2 separate regions of the Sus scrofa genome follow, and region 1 is linked to region 2. The links are chromatin contacts, called in public HiChIP or PLAC-seq maps. All regions are on one chromosome and are shown on one strand. Each heading gives the region's core, a stretch centred on a gene start, on an enhancer-like site or on the middle of the called end of the contact. The rest is flanking DNA. Distances are from core to core; before and after follow the strand shown. Region 1 overlaps MECOM (MDS1 and EVI1 complex locus protein EVI1). Region 2 overlaps LOC100153543 (multiple epidermal growth factor-like domains protein 6).

Region 1 (6,569 bases), core at 2,493-4,992, 230 kb after region 2:
TGGAACTCCTAGATGCTATGTTTTGTCTACACTGTTTCACTTAATGAAATAGGTACTCTTATACCCATTTCATGGATGAATAAAAAAAGTTTAAGACATGGGATTTCAACCCAAGTCTCACAATAAAACTGTTATGGCCTTTCATGAGTTTCATAAAATGACATGTCCAAGACCTTAACTGAGACTGACATACCAGAGAGCAGATTGAGATTGGAGTAAACAAGAGGAAGGTGAGGAGGTGATGGAGAAGAGTGGAATGGGTATGTGGAGGAACTGGAAGTCCATTGCCATTGGGAGGGTCTAAGAAAGAAAAGCTGAGGCATATCTTCACAAAGGGCTGAGACATGTGTAACATACAAGCTACACACAAAGTATGGAAGCCCTTATTTTTCTTCTTTTTCTTTCTCCATAAAGGGACTGTCACAGACATTAAAACATAATAATTGGAAATAGTGCCTAGGCATGGTAAGGATGGCTCTGAGACATTTTTGTATTGTCCCTTCCTAGTCTCCTTGTCACGTTCAAGTAGGGGTGATCCTTAACAGACCGTCAGTGTTTCTTGGTGAATGTACTATAAATAATAAGGGTAGAAAAAGAGTTTTAAGGGAAAAGAGTTTGCAGCTCTGGTAACTATTAACTAATAGGAACTCAATAAATACTGTTAAATGAGGGAGTTGAACAAAATTATCTCTTTATAAAAAAGAATCAGGCAAAAATATCAAATACTGCCAGCTTAAGTAAGGCCAATAAAAAACTATCCACATTTTTCCATTAAATCTTGACAATGTTCAAGATCTGAATGCGAAAGTAAATGTGAAAATGCTTGGTAATACTTAAGATGTACTAATAAGCATAATTATTGTTATTCATACATTTTGAAGAAAACTAGTACTTGAAAATGAAATTATTTTGAATGGTCAAGTGTTACAGAGTACTGCCAAAGAGACTTTTTGTTAAACACATTATTCCCCACCCCCCAAAAAAGAAACTTTGGATGCATGAAACGAAACTGAATAATGAAGGCATTAAACAGAGATGTATCTTTTAAGCTGACCACTCACGTTATGTACAAGGCATTTTTTGTGATTAATATTTCATTTACATGGGGCTCCTCAGAGATTTACTGGGGAACAAAATAGCACCAGTACTTCTTAAGGATGTGTTGGTAGGTTAACAAAGAGTAAACTCTTGCTGTTCTATGCCCTATCTCCTTCCTGACCCATTTAAGTACCCACACATATTTGCATTAATCCTTCAGGAGCCTCATTCTGCCGCCACTTGACAACTTGCTTTAAATACGGCTTTCCCATATTTTCCACTTTAAAAAATGTGTTTAAAAATAAATTTATTGTCAAGGGAAAGAACTCCATGGGCCTATTCCAAAACCCCAAATTCAGAGACATCCAAAAATAAGTCCAAACCTAATGAGTTGACTTTCTGAATAAAAAATGCATTCACTAGATCAAACAACTTCACTCTCTGCTTTATAACAATAATAAAAACGGTTTGTTAAAAGCCATAACTTTGCAGCATGTAAAAACAACCTTTTGTCGGTCTGTCCACATGGAGTGGTCTCCCATCCACCCTTACCTGTAAATAGGGTCCATAAAGAAAGGAGTGGGTCTAGCATGCTGTAAGGAACCATCAGACGCTGGCCTTGGTTCCACGTTGCCTCCTTTCTTTTCCCCAAACACGTGGTTTTTACGAGGCTCGGTGGGCTTGGTCCCACTGGCTCTACTCCTACTGCCCATACTTAGATCCAGGGGCTGGTCTTGGCTTGTGGCCGGCGTCGCTGGAGGCTTGGAGGGTACGGGGGTCAAGGGCTTCTCGTCCTTGCGCTTAGTGGTGAGATCAAAGGGAGACTCAGAGTTTCCCTTCTGCAGTTTCTTTACTTCACTTGGTGATTGGGGTTCCATTTTCAAAGGTAACGATCTCAAGTCTCTATCAGGAAATGGGTACATTGATTGAGAGAATGCTGGAAAAAATGGGAGGGGAAACATGGAAGGGTAAGGTAAAGCTCCAACTTTTTTGTCTTGCAGCCCCACCAGTCCTGTTGAACCAAAGTATTTTTCAGCAATAGAAGCAATAGCCTTTATAGAATCATTCACAGCTCCTGACACCGCAGTCTGCTCCTCTAAAGATGGTGAGAAAATGGAATGATTGCTGTATTCTTTCTTATTATGTATTGAAGCCAGATTCTGAAGAGGGCTTACTTTGTCTTTGAACATTTTACCATTTTCTTTAAATTTCTCTTTATCACTTTCAATGTCACTTTCCAGATCAGAGCCCGAGGTTGTTTCCAGGTCACTGCCACTTGGCGTACTGACATCATCAAGGTCACTACTCTCTGACTGGTCACTGATTTTCTCAAGGGGCCTCTCTTCAGAGGACCTCTCGGGCTGGAGCTCCACTGGCTTATTGTCCCCTACAGGTGGGTGTTTAGATAGTGCCTTCAAAATATCCTGTGTAGCTGGCAGTATCTGAGGATGTGTCATGAGGGGACTTTGACTTTTGTTTGTCTGTTCAGTACTTGATAGTCCTTTAACAGGAGAACTAGCAGGTATCAAAGGAGGCCTGTGGTACAAGCCGGAAGGAAACAGACCAGGGAAGCTAAAAGAAAATCCAGGAGCTGTTGGAAAGGTAAGACCAGCAGGATGCCTATTGGCGCCAAAATAGTCAGCAAGGCCCGGGTTGGCATGACTCATATTAACCATGGACGTTTTATCCATAGCTGGGGTTCCAGGAAGTGAAATGCCTTGGCCAAAAAATCCACCTGCCGCAAAATGGTTCTTGCCCTCACAAAACCTCCTGTGTTTATTTAAGGAAGACGTAGTGCTGAACATTTGTCCACAGTCTTTGCACTTGATTTGGGTTCTGCAATCAGCATGCATGCGCTTATGACGACAAAGGTTTGAAAACTGAGTATAGGATTTATGGCAGACCTCACCTGTGTGCAAACAACAAAAAAGAATCTCAGGCTTTATGGCAATTGCTTCTGAATTTAGCAAGTATCACAATTGGTTTACCCAAAATTTCAATTAGGAAGCCAGGAAAAGACGTTGGAGGCACCAATCTGGGTGCTCCCAACACAGAAAACCCCATTTCACTAGATTCCAAAGCAAGGCATCCAACCTGACAAATGTCTTGAGACAGCACAAATATTTCATATATATATAAATATTCTGTCACCCCCACTGCATAATATTTTGCACATATTTTGCGTATTTAAATATTTATTTCCAAAGTCAAATTCCAGCACGCGTCGATCTCCCACCCAATTTCTACACTAACACAATCTTTAAAATTAAATTCATAAGATACACTAAACATGAAACAGAACAGGAACCCTTTTATAGTTTTAGACCGTTTAAAGAATTCTGTATTGTAGCACCAAAACAAAATGAAATAGCCTTTCCCTTGACCAGAAACTTCACTTTTATTCCCTCTCCCCTTGTGGGGGGGAAAAAAAAAAAAAAACTTGTGACTGCTCTACCATTATTTAATTTGTATTATATCATATGCTCTCATCATTCACACATCAAAGCCACATAACAATGCACATTGTGTATTCTGAGACATTTTTAACAATCATTTTCAAGATTTGAGAAAGACTGACATAATTTACAATGGCTCTATTTTAAGCCGGCAAAGGAAACTGAGTTGAATGTAGCCCATCCTGCATTGCTGGTTCCCATGAACTATGAGCACGTCCTCTGACTTCCCCTCACACCAGTGGTTGTGCTAACCTTCCTGCACTTATGAAACCCCCGTCCTTGGGAAACATGTCCACTCGCTGTCATATCTTCACTGGTTATCTGGGGGCTTGACTTCTCTGTGGTACAGCCAGCTGCGGTAAGCAGGGGAAAGTGCTCTGAATGCACTAGCTCAGTAAAAGCACAACAGTGGGTGTGGCTGGGAAATAACCCTCTTCCCCTAGAATCTGCCCCCAAAAGTAGAACAGTTTCTTCCTCACATATGTGCGAACAGATCTAAGTACATTTTAAGACCCAGCCCCATAAACCTTATGAACTCCTTTGCTAGGTAAGAATCCCACTCATTTCACAGTCCTTCAGGATAACAGTATCCATTTCCTAAGCATCATGTCTTTTGTGTTACCTTAGTAAAGATGAATCCACTTTCTGTGTGAACGTACTTTAATGCTTCTGTGCACGTTTCACACATGCAGAAACATGATATGCCTTGTTGGTAATTGTTAAAACAAAGTTTTGTAAGAAATGAAATTGAAGACAAAACGCAACATTTATTTCTTTCATGTGATGACTGCCTTTAAGCTTCTAAGTCAAAACGATGACAATTTAAAAATAAAAAAACATTCAAAGAAGATTTCATAGACCTTCAGTCATGCAAAACTCATCCAGAACCTGGATTTCCCCACATACCACCAAACAGGAAGTAGCAAATGATTCCATATCTATTTCTTTTACTACTAACAATTAAAATGCATTGCTACACATATCAACATGCTTAATAATATTAAAGGCGCTTTCAGCTGGGGAATGATTCATGACATTGTAGAGACTGTAACACGTGTTTTAACGGGAAGAAATGTGAGTGATTTCAAATTATTCTATTGGAATATACTGACCAGAGTATGCTCTAAAAGTATATACCAGTTAACCATATACAATAAATATATACACTAAATTCTTTGAAACACTAATTAAAACCATATGAAGTAGAGGGTAGAAACCTGAGACTTAACACTAGTTATACTAATTCAGCTATGAGCAATAATAAGAAATAGTAAATAAAATGTAGATGGAATTATAAATGTGTGCTCATTAAGGAAATGACACCTCTCCTCTGGGCATTAGAAGGCGTTGAGAAAATACCTTGATGGGCATTCAAAGTGTAAGTTTTTGGAAGGTTTGCAATTTTTTTGGCAAAGAAATGTTGCTCTCTAAACTTCTGCCTTATAGCTTCTCTTACAGCTGGATAGATTTAAGAAAATCGAGAGTTCCTCTATCTTGGAGTAACCGAAGGTGCATCTGACTTTGCTGATTGTATGTTCTGTTATGAACAGTGCTTGTGTCAGGTCTCAGGAACATAGAATCTAGGATGTCTCCTTAGGGCAAAGGCTTTGTTTTTCTCACTTGAAGGCCTGGCCTGGCCCACCACAAACCACCAGGCCTCCAGGTAAGTGGATCAATTGATGTTGAAGTCTATACTCTACTGTAATTTTCTCAGTAATAAGGAATTAGCCAGCAGTTAACATTGCATTTTTCTACTTATTAAACAAATTAAGAGGTATTTTGAATATATTCGGCCTATTAGAGCATGTGGTTTCTATTTGGGAAGGCTGGAGGTTTCTGTAAAGGCAGTGAGTAATTACCTTAGCACTGGTGACTCTGGGCTCAAGCTTGGCGGTACACTGTAATAAGAGACAGTTGCCATAAACACACCAGTGGGGGTAAATCGTGGTGTGTGGCCTTCTGGTGAGAAACAGATATCAACTCTAGGTGAACCTCCTCCACTCCAAAGTCTCCACACCAACTTCTCTTTTGTTCTGAAATTACACGGCTATTATTCATAATTACCCCATGGTCCTCTGTCAGATTTTATATTTGAAGAATGCCATCTGCTATTTAAATTTACCAATAATTACTGAAAATACATTCATGGGAAAGAGTCTGCCCAATCTGATTGGAAAGGAACACCCTATAGTGCTTGAAAGTGAAACACTTGATCTCAACACAATTAAAATTCCAGATTCCAGAATTGTAGATGATTGGAATCTATATTTTCTGACTTTTATTTTAAATAATAAAGAAGGCATTCAATAGGTGATCGGGATTCATTGTGGTCTATCCCTCTCTATTTTCCATCAAAACCTAATATATTTATCAAAAGTTTTTCAGAAATAAATGAATTACGTATGCCTGTAGCACTTGCAAGTGCATTTTTAGGGCACTGTGAATGTAATGTCAGGAATGTCTTTTTGAGACAAGAGGTCTAAAATTTCCATTGTATACTTTATTTCCCACGACTTTCAACAGAGCTTCTGCAAGGGAGACTGGAGCACACTTTTATTTCTCTGTTAGTCCTCTTCACTCTACCCAGGGAACAGAAGAACATATGAGCAAAATGGGACGAAGGTGAGCTGGAAAGGAAGGAAAAGCCCTCCTGGTGCTTGGAAGCACAAAAGAGAGCTGTGTCAAGGCAAAAAGGAGGAGAGTTAGTCTCCAGCATCTCCATGTTGGCACTGAAGTTTAGGTTTTTTCCACCAGGTCCTGTCATAGTGCCTCCTCTACCTGCTACAAACCATCAAGTCTTTGTCTTAAAAACTGTTTTGCCAGGGTTCCCAAGTTGGAGGACTGGCCAACTACTTTGTATGCCTCATCCAGTTCTATGCTTATCGGGATCCAAAATCTGTCTTCAAGTTTGTAACACAACTCAGTGAGTCACTGTGTTTCTATGCCCGGCTAAGTAGTGGATCAAAAGTCCAGAGCCTCTGCCCAGTGGACTGAGAACAACTGATTTTCCATGTGAAATATTTCAGGACCATACAGAGAACAGGGGTGGGTGGGCTGGAGAAGAAGCAAAGGAGG
Region 2 (6,776 bases), core at 2,934-5,433:
CCCAAGAAATAGCAACAGCAACAACAACAACAACAACAACAAAAAGACAAAAAGACAAAAAAAAAAAAAAAAAAAGAATGTATACATGTATGTGTGACTGGGTCACCTTGCTGTGCAGTAGAAAATTGACAGAACACTGTAAACCAACTATAATGGAAAAAATAAAGATCATTTTAAAAAAAAATTACTTAAAATACAAAATTAAGTAGAGCTATGAAAATGACAAAAAACAATATAGGCTTCAGAGAGGTGACTTTCTTAGAGTAACACTGGTCAGAACTGATAACTCCCAATGCTTAGTCCAGGTTTCCTCTCACTGTACTACCTGGTTCTGTGAAATGAGAGAAAAAAACATAGATCTTAGGTCCTGTCTTAAGGGCCCACAAACCAATAGGCTATGTTCCAATCCTCCTATTAGTGCAGTAACTCCTGGGAAGAAGTATAATATCATGTCTGAGAAAATGATAGTCATCAATACTGACTCAGCTTTGGATAAATGACATCACTTTAGTTTCTTCTATAAAGTGAACATAATAATAGATGTTCCCTCATGAGATTGTTTTGGTTATCAAATAAGATAATACAGGACTTAGAACAATCTGGCACATAGTGGGTATTCAGAAAATGTCAGCTCTTTAATCATGAGCCTTTGCCCAGGTCTCCAAGTCACTCATTTCTTATAACCTGCTATCTGCTCATTCTTACCTTCTCTGATTTATGCAAACCTTTTTCCTCTCTCCACTTAAATTCCCGCATTCAGAGTATCTAACTGGAGGTTAAAGTCTCCTAAGCACAATTTTAACCATGCTGCTTACATTTCTTTTAGTAGCTGAGTAAAACATAAAAGAAGTTTGAGAAATAGTCATGATTAATTAACCCTTGGTTTTCAGAGTAGATATATTTCTTCTGTGGGTATTACTATAATCCATTGCTATTAAATTGAAATGTTAAAGATCTAGAATTTTTATATATTGTTTGACTTTTATCTGGAGCACTGATGAAGAGGAGATGTTGTTGCTAGATATTTATTAGTACCGTCCGCACATCTGGAGGATGGCCCCTACCAGGTTCCACAAAAGGGGCAACAGCCAACATCAATGCCCTGGTGAGATAGCTTGATGACCATGGCATATAAGGTATCCATTGCAAAAGAAACATTATCACTTTAACTTCAACACTGAAACACTCCGAATGTTTTCTTTGGGGTTGTACTGTATATATGCATACACTCAGAAAACAAGCCTAAAAGAAAGGAACCAGGCAGAACTTGCTTTCTGGACCTATCCCAGCCCCATTGTCTTAGGTTCATTTCCTTTTTCTGATGCACATGCTGCTTTCCAGTCCTGAGACACTGTGCTACCCACACTCTGTAGCTCTTGTAATGCGCCTTCCCTGTCAGCCTCCCCTGTCCAGCCAATGCTCTAGTCTCCAGGGTAAACTGAAAAGGCCTGTTATAGAAAACATAAGGATGACTGCATGCTGATTTAGATTTACTTATTGGCTGTGGCCTTCTGAAGCCATTGTCTTAATATATTTTAGCCCATTTGTTACTGGAGTATGAGTATATTGGGCCATTTTGGGAGATGCCATATGGCAAATAACAAGCAAAAAATAAATAAATAAACCAATAAACAATGAAAGAAATATTTAGGAACAGAGAGAGCATTCCCTCCAATCACTTGTACAATCTGTCATCTGGTTCTATCCATTCCATCTCAAAGAAAATCTCTTGGTACAACCCTATATCCATCCTTTTCCAGATCTCCAATTCAGGTTCTTGTCCCTTGCTAAGATGCCTGCAATGGTCCCAACTGGGCTCCCACCCTCCAATCCAATACACACCCTTCCATCAGTCTGATCATGATGTTTCTATGGCAACTCGTGAGCACCAGATTAAGGCTTCAGTGTGATATTATAATGCTTCACTTTTAAGAACCAACGCAACTCTTCAACATCATTCTTGTTCCTAAACTTTGTTCTCTAGTCACGAAGCAACTGTATCTATCACTTTCAATAAAAGACTTTACTGAAGTTCCCTGGTGATGCAGTGGGTTAAAGATTTGGCATTGTCACTGCTGTGGCTCAGGTCATTGCTGTGGTGTGAGTTCAATCCCTGGTGTAGGAACTTCCACATTCTATGGGGGAGGCCACCAAAAAAAAAAAAAAAAAAAAAAAAAAAAGACTTTACTCATTCATTCTCTTCCTTTCTGACTGATGCATTTCTACTCTTCCAGATGCATTTCTAATGCTACCTCTCTGAGGACACCATGATTCCCTCATGATCAGGTTAACTATTCTTTTCTTTTAGAGTCCTTAGCCTTTTTTTAAAAAAATGTGTCTCTATTCATAGCACTTGTCAGAATGTTCTGTATCAATTTTTCAAACATCTTCCTGAATCAGTCTCCTAGATTCTTAAAAACAGATAATAGTCTTACTCAATTTCATATTTTCAGTACCAAGCATAGGACTCTGTGAATCATGTAGATGTTGAATAATGGTTTGATAAGCAGATGAATGTATAAACATGCCAGACAGGGAGCCAGTGTTCTGTCTTTGCATAGGATCAGCCTTGCACACAGTAATGCATACTGGACTGGAGAAGCATTCTTTCCTTCTTTTTGCTTTCCTTCACCAAATATTTATCGAGCTACTTCTGTGTTCTAGGGTCTATGTGAAGTGTCAGGCACACAGGCATGTTAAAAATAGTAAAACATTCCCTCTTCACTAGAGGTACTCTCAGTTTTAATATGAAGGAAAAACAGTAAGGTAATAATATGATTTGGGTATCAGTTACATAAAAGGACCCCCTTCATGTTTGTAACTGGACTGTGGAAATATCTTCTACCCTCTCAGGGCCAACATTTGAGATGAAACTTGAGTGCATGTGGACACCCCTGTATTGTGCCCTGACACCTCAGCATGTGCAAAAAGTCTAGGTATAACTTCCTCTAAGTGTCTCAATAGTTTCTGGAGAATGGTGTCTGCTGGGGAGAAAGAAAAGTTCATTGATCTGAGTCAGGACCCCTGGAGTCAGGACCCCTGGACTAGTTTTAGCTTTGCTACAAATTATCTGTGACCTTGGACAAATGGTTCAATCTATTGGATACCTTATCTGTACATTGGGGGTGTTGGTCCACACTCTAGATGTATGGATTTTAATCAGGAGCATATCATAGGATTTTTTTTTTTTTAAATGGCCACATCCACAGTATATGGAAGTTTCTGGGCCAGGGATTGAATCCAAGCCACAGCTGTAACACTACAGCTGCAGCAATGTTGGGTCCTTTCACCTGCTGGGCTGACTGGGGATCAAATTCTTTCTTCTTTTTTTTTATTATTTTATTTATTTTACTTTTTATTTATTTTTTCCCACTGTACAGCAAGGGGATCAAGTTATCTTTAGAATTCTTTCTTCTGCAGTCACCCGAGCCACTGCAATCAGATTCTTAACCTACTGCACCACATTAGGAACTCCTTATCATAGGGTTTTAAAAACATGTATATATACTCAGACCCTACCAGATAGTCATTGAATTAAAATTAAATCTCTGAAGCTAAGGTCAGACCATGTGTATTCAGGAAAAACAAACGAACATGCAAACAAAAACCACCTATGACTCTGAGAGGCTCTGACTGAGCTATATCTGCTTTTGATGATATCTGAATATCTGAAGTCTCTGGGCCTCTGGCAGTTCCCCACCCTGACTGGAACACGGAGACTCTAGGCCCACTCCAGTCTTTCTCCCTTAATAGGCTATGAGAACTAGGAACATTGTTTCAAGAAACAATCAGATCTGTAGCTGACATCATAGGTCTTCCTGAAAGAGAGGAAAGAGATGCAGAACAGAGATAAGACCAAAAAAATCCCCAGATACTTGTGGGATGCTGGTAATCACAGCTGGTGCTACAGTTATCTGCAGCTTCTTGAACTTTAAGATGGACCTAGTCAACCTGATGCCCTCACTCCCATATATTTGTTCTCTGACTGAGGCACAAAGATCCGAGTGAGCTAATGCATCAACCTATGAAAAATGAACAATTAAAACAATGAAGTTGTCAGTTCTTTTACTAGATTGCAAATAAATAACCTACCTGTCAGGCTGGCTGCTCTGCTGGACCATTAGTTTAATACAAAGACATTCTAAAGAACGGGTAGATGACAGCTGATCTATCACCAAGCCTTTGATAAAGACTTGAGCAAAATATGCTGTCATAAACCACCTAAGGTCAATCTCAATTTGTGAGAAGTAAAGTATTAGATGAAATTTGAATACACCTCTCTGCCCATCATGAAGGCTATAGAGGCTTTTTTAAAAAAAACTGATGAGATGGTTTTGACAGTCTAAAACACTTGTCTGCTCATGCTTATTTAGCTTGTCAGGGACACTATGCTATTGCAGATGGCCTTGGAGTTTGTAACTGTCACAGCAATCCTGGGAACATACAATGTTTCTTCTTGCCAGGCTATACAGGGTCTTCTCACAAGAAGTTACACTCTGCAATATCAAATAGTAAGACAGTCATGGATTTCCAAACAGAAAGTCAGTTCATTGCATTTTCTTATATGTACGGTTTGAATTCTATATGCCATCTCAGAAAATGTTTGTCAGCCAGATAGATCGCTCATGGAAAATAAGGCAGTCGACAAGACAAATAGAGACAAATTCATGGCATTCTCCTAGTTGATATCTCATTTATCTTTAACTTTTAGTGGGAAAAGTAAAGATATGAATGACCTCTCAGAAGTCACTTTGAAGAAGATAATTCTTATTTCTTGGAAGCAAAAGTATTATTAGAAAGTTTACCCTATAGTAAAGAGATAAGTGAGAGGTAGTGCTTATGGGTTTTTCAAGGTTAGTCAACTTGTCTCTAATTGTCTGTCTTGACTTGAATTTAGCAAATCTGACATCTCAGTTTTTAATAAAAATCATTCAAATGGCTGGGAAGCCAACAAATCAAAAATACAGCATTTCCCCTTCCATAATCTTTTGGGCATTTACTTCTATTCAGGTTATATCTTTGTGGTCAAAGTGATGTAACTTCTACCTAAAATAAAAATAGTCACTGTCAACTCATTCGTATTTGGTTAATATAAAGGGTGAAATCTAGCTGTAATATGGAGAAACAGCTTAAATCTACACAGAAGCCACCCATAGAAGGTTTGTGGTCCTCTGGTTGCCCGGAATACTTCAACTAGAAAGAGGCATCAACTATATTACTTCAAACTGGTTTGACCAGTTCTTCCAGGGGCCCAGGTGGCTAATTAGTAAACAAGGTGAACAAGAAATTTTCAATATAAAACTCCCAGGTTTTCCTACCCACTAGGTTAAACTACAACTTGGCTTATTGTCCAACTTTATAATCTCTTCAATATTACATAGAATGAGCGCCCTTCTCACTTTCTGAGAAGGAATCCATGAGAGAGTTGGGAAAAGTTCAGGGCTCATTCTAAGGCCATCTTGGTGTTGTTCCTGTTTCCACTTTTTAACCATGCCATTTGGGCAAATGGTTTAATATCTGTTTATCTTATTATGTGCACAGTAACACCTGCTTAAAGGTGACCTTATACATAAAAAAATGATGGAGGATAATGTGAGAAAAAGACTGTGTATATGTATGTGTGACTGGGTCACTTTGCTGTACAGTAGAAAATTGACAGAACACTGTAAACCAGCCACAATGAAAAAAATAAAAATCATTAATAAAAAACACTGTTATATAGATGGGGAGACCCTAAAGTTGATCTCTTAAAATAGAAAAATAATTCATTGCATGGAGCACTAAGGAAAGCAGGCAGAACACAATATAGAAAATTCCACTGTGATCTGCATTTAGTCTTTTATTTCTCTCAGGTTAAGCACTTGAGAGCTCTCTTTTTCTGAATCTTAGTGTAGTTGTATCTGTGCATTTAGGCCATACCCCACGTTCTTTCGGAGTTCTGACTTCCTCCCAAGAATCCCAAGTTATTCTCAGATGAGTATATTAAAACCTGTCCATGGTTCCATTAAGTAAAAAAAAAATAAAAATAAAAATAAAAAAAAATTGATGGTAGTTTTAATACTTTTTATACTATATGGTTTTAAATTATTTGTATTGATTTCTATAAAGACTTGTGCTTCAGGCTATTAAGAACATAACTCTATATAATAACATGGTCTCTAAGGATAAATCAGAAGCTACTTAAAATATTTGGAAATACAAAGATTGTGGCAGGCTGAATAATAGACCCTCAAAGATGTGCACGTCCTAATTTTTGGAATTTGTTAATATGTTATTTTACTTGGCAAATGGAACTTTGTCGGTGTGATTTAGTTAAGGATTTTGAGATGTAGGGCTTTCTCTGGATTACCTGCTAACAAAAACATTCTTATAGGAATTCCTGTTATGGCGCAGTGGAAACAAATCCTACTAGTATTCATGAGGATGCGGGTTTGACCCCTGGCCTTGCTCAGTGGGTTAAGGATCAGACATTGCTGTGGCTGTGGTGTAGGTCACAGATGTGGCTCGGATCCCACATTGCCATGGCTGTGGTGTAGCCCTGTGACCACAGCTCCAATTGAACCCCTAGCCTGGGAACCTCCATATGCTGTGGGTGCAGCACTAAAAAAACAAACAAAAAAAGTTCCTATAAGAGTGAGACAGTGGATAAGAGTAGAAAGAAGCAGCTAAATTTCTGGCTTAGAAGATGGAGAAAGTGGCTGCAAGCCAAGGAATACAGATGGGTTCTAGGAGCTAGAAGAGTTAAGGAAATAGATCCTCTCCTCAGGTCTCCAGAA

The links. HiChIP or PLAC-seq counts read pairs in DNA pulled down with a chosen protein or histone mark.
Region 1: a contact with region 2 is called in an H3K27ac HiChIP or PLAC-seq map of skeletal muscle, with 5 times the contacts expected there. The contact joins two enhancer-like sites. A contact is called at or near these places in 2 of 47 Hi-C or Micro-C datasets (fetal heart ventricle and heart right ventricle) and 1 of 2 datasets of contacts at active chromatin or transcription factors (skeletal muscle).

The regions. Positions count from the first base shown.
Region 1 is chr13:107,784,344-107,790,912 of Sscrofa11.1, forward strand. It overlaps MECOM (MDS1 and EVI1 complex locus protein EVI1), which reads right to left. Exons shown (of 17, transcript XM_021071139.1): 8 at 1,591-2,947. Among named protein-coding and RNA genes, the nearest start is that of MECOM, 550 kb to the right of the region's middle. Within about 2 kb of position 3,743, at least 4 of the 83 cell types and tissues checked have an H3K27ac peak or open chromatin away from gene starts, as enhancers often do.
Region 2 is chr13:107,555,863-107,562,638 of Sscrofa11.1, forward strand. The region is part of intron 18 of LOC100153543 (multiple epidermal growth factor-like domains protein 6); the gene reads left to right. Among named protein-coding and RNA genes, the nearest start is that of GOLIM4, 660 kb to the left of the region's middle. Within about 2 kb of position 4,184, at least 3 of the 83 cell types and tissues checked have an H3K27ac peak or open chromatin away from gene starts, as enhancers often do.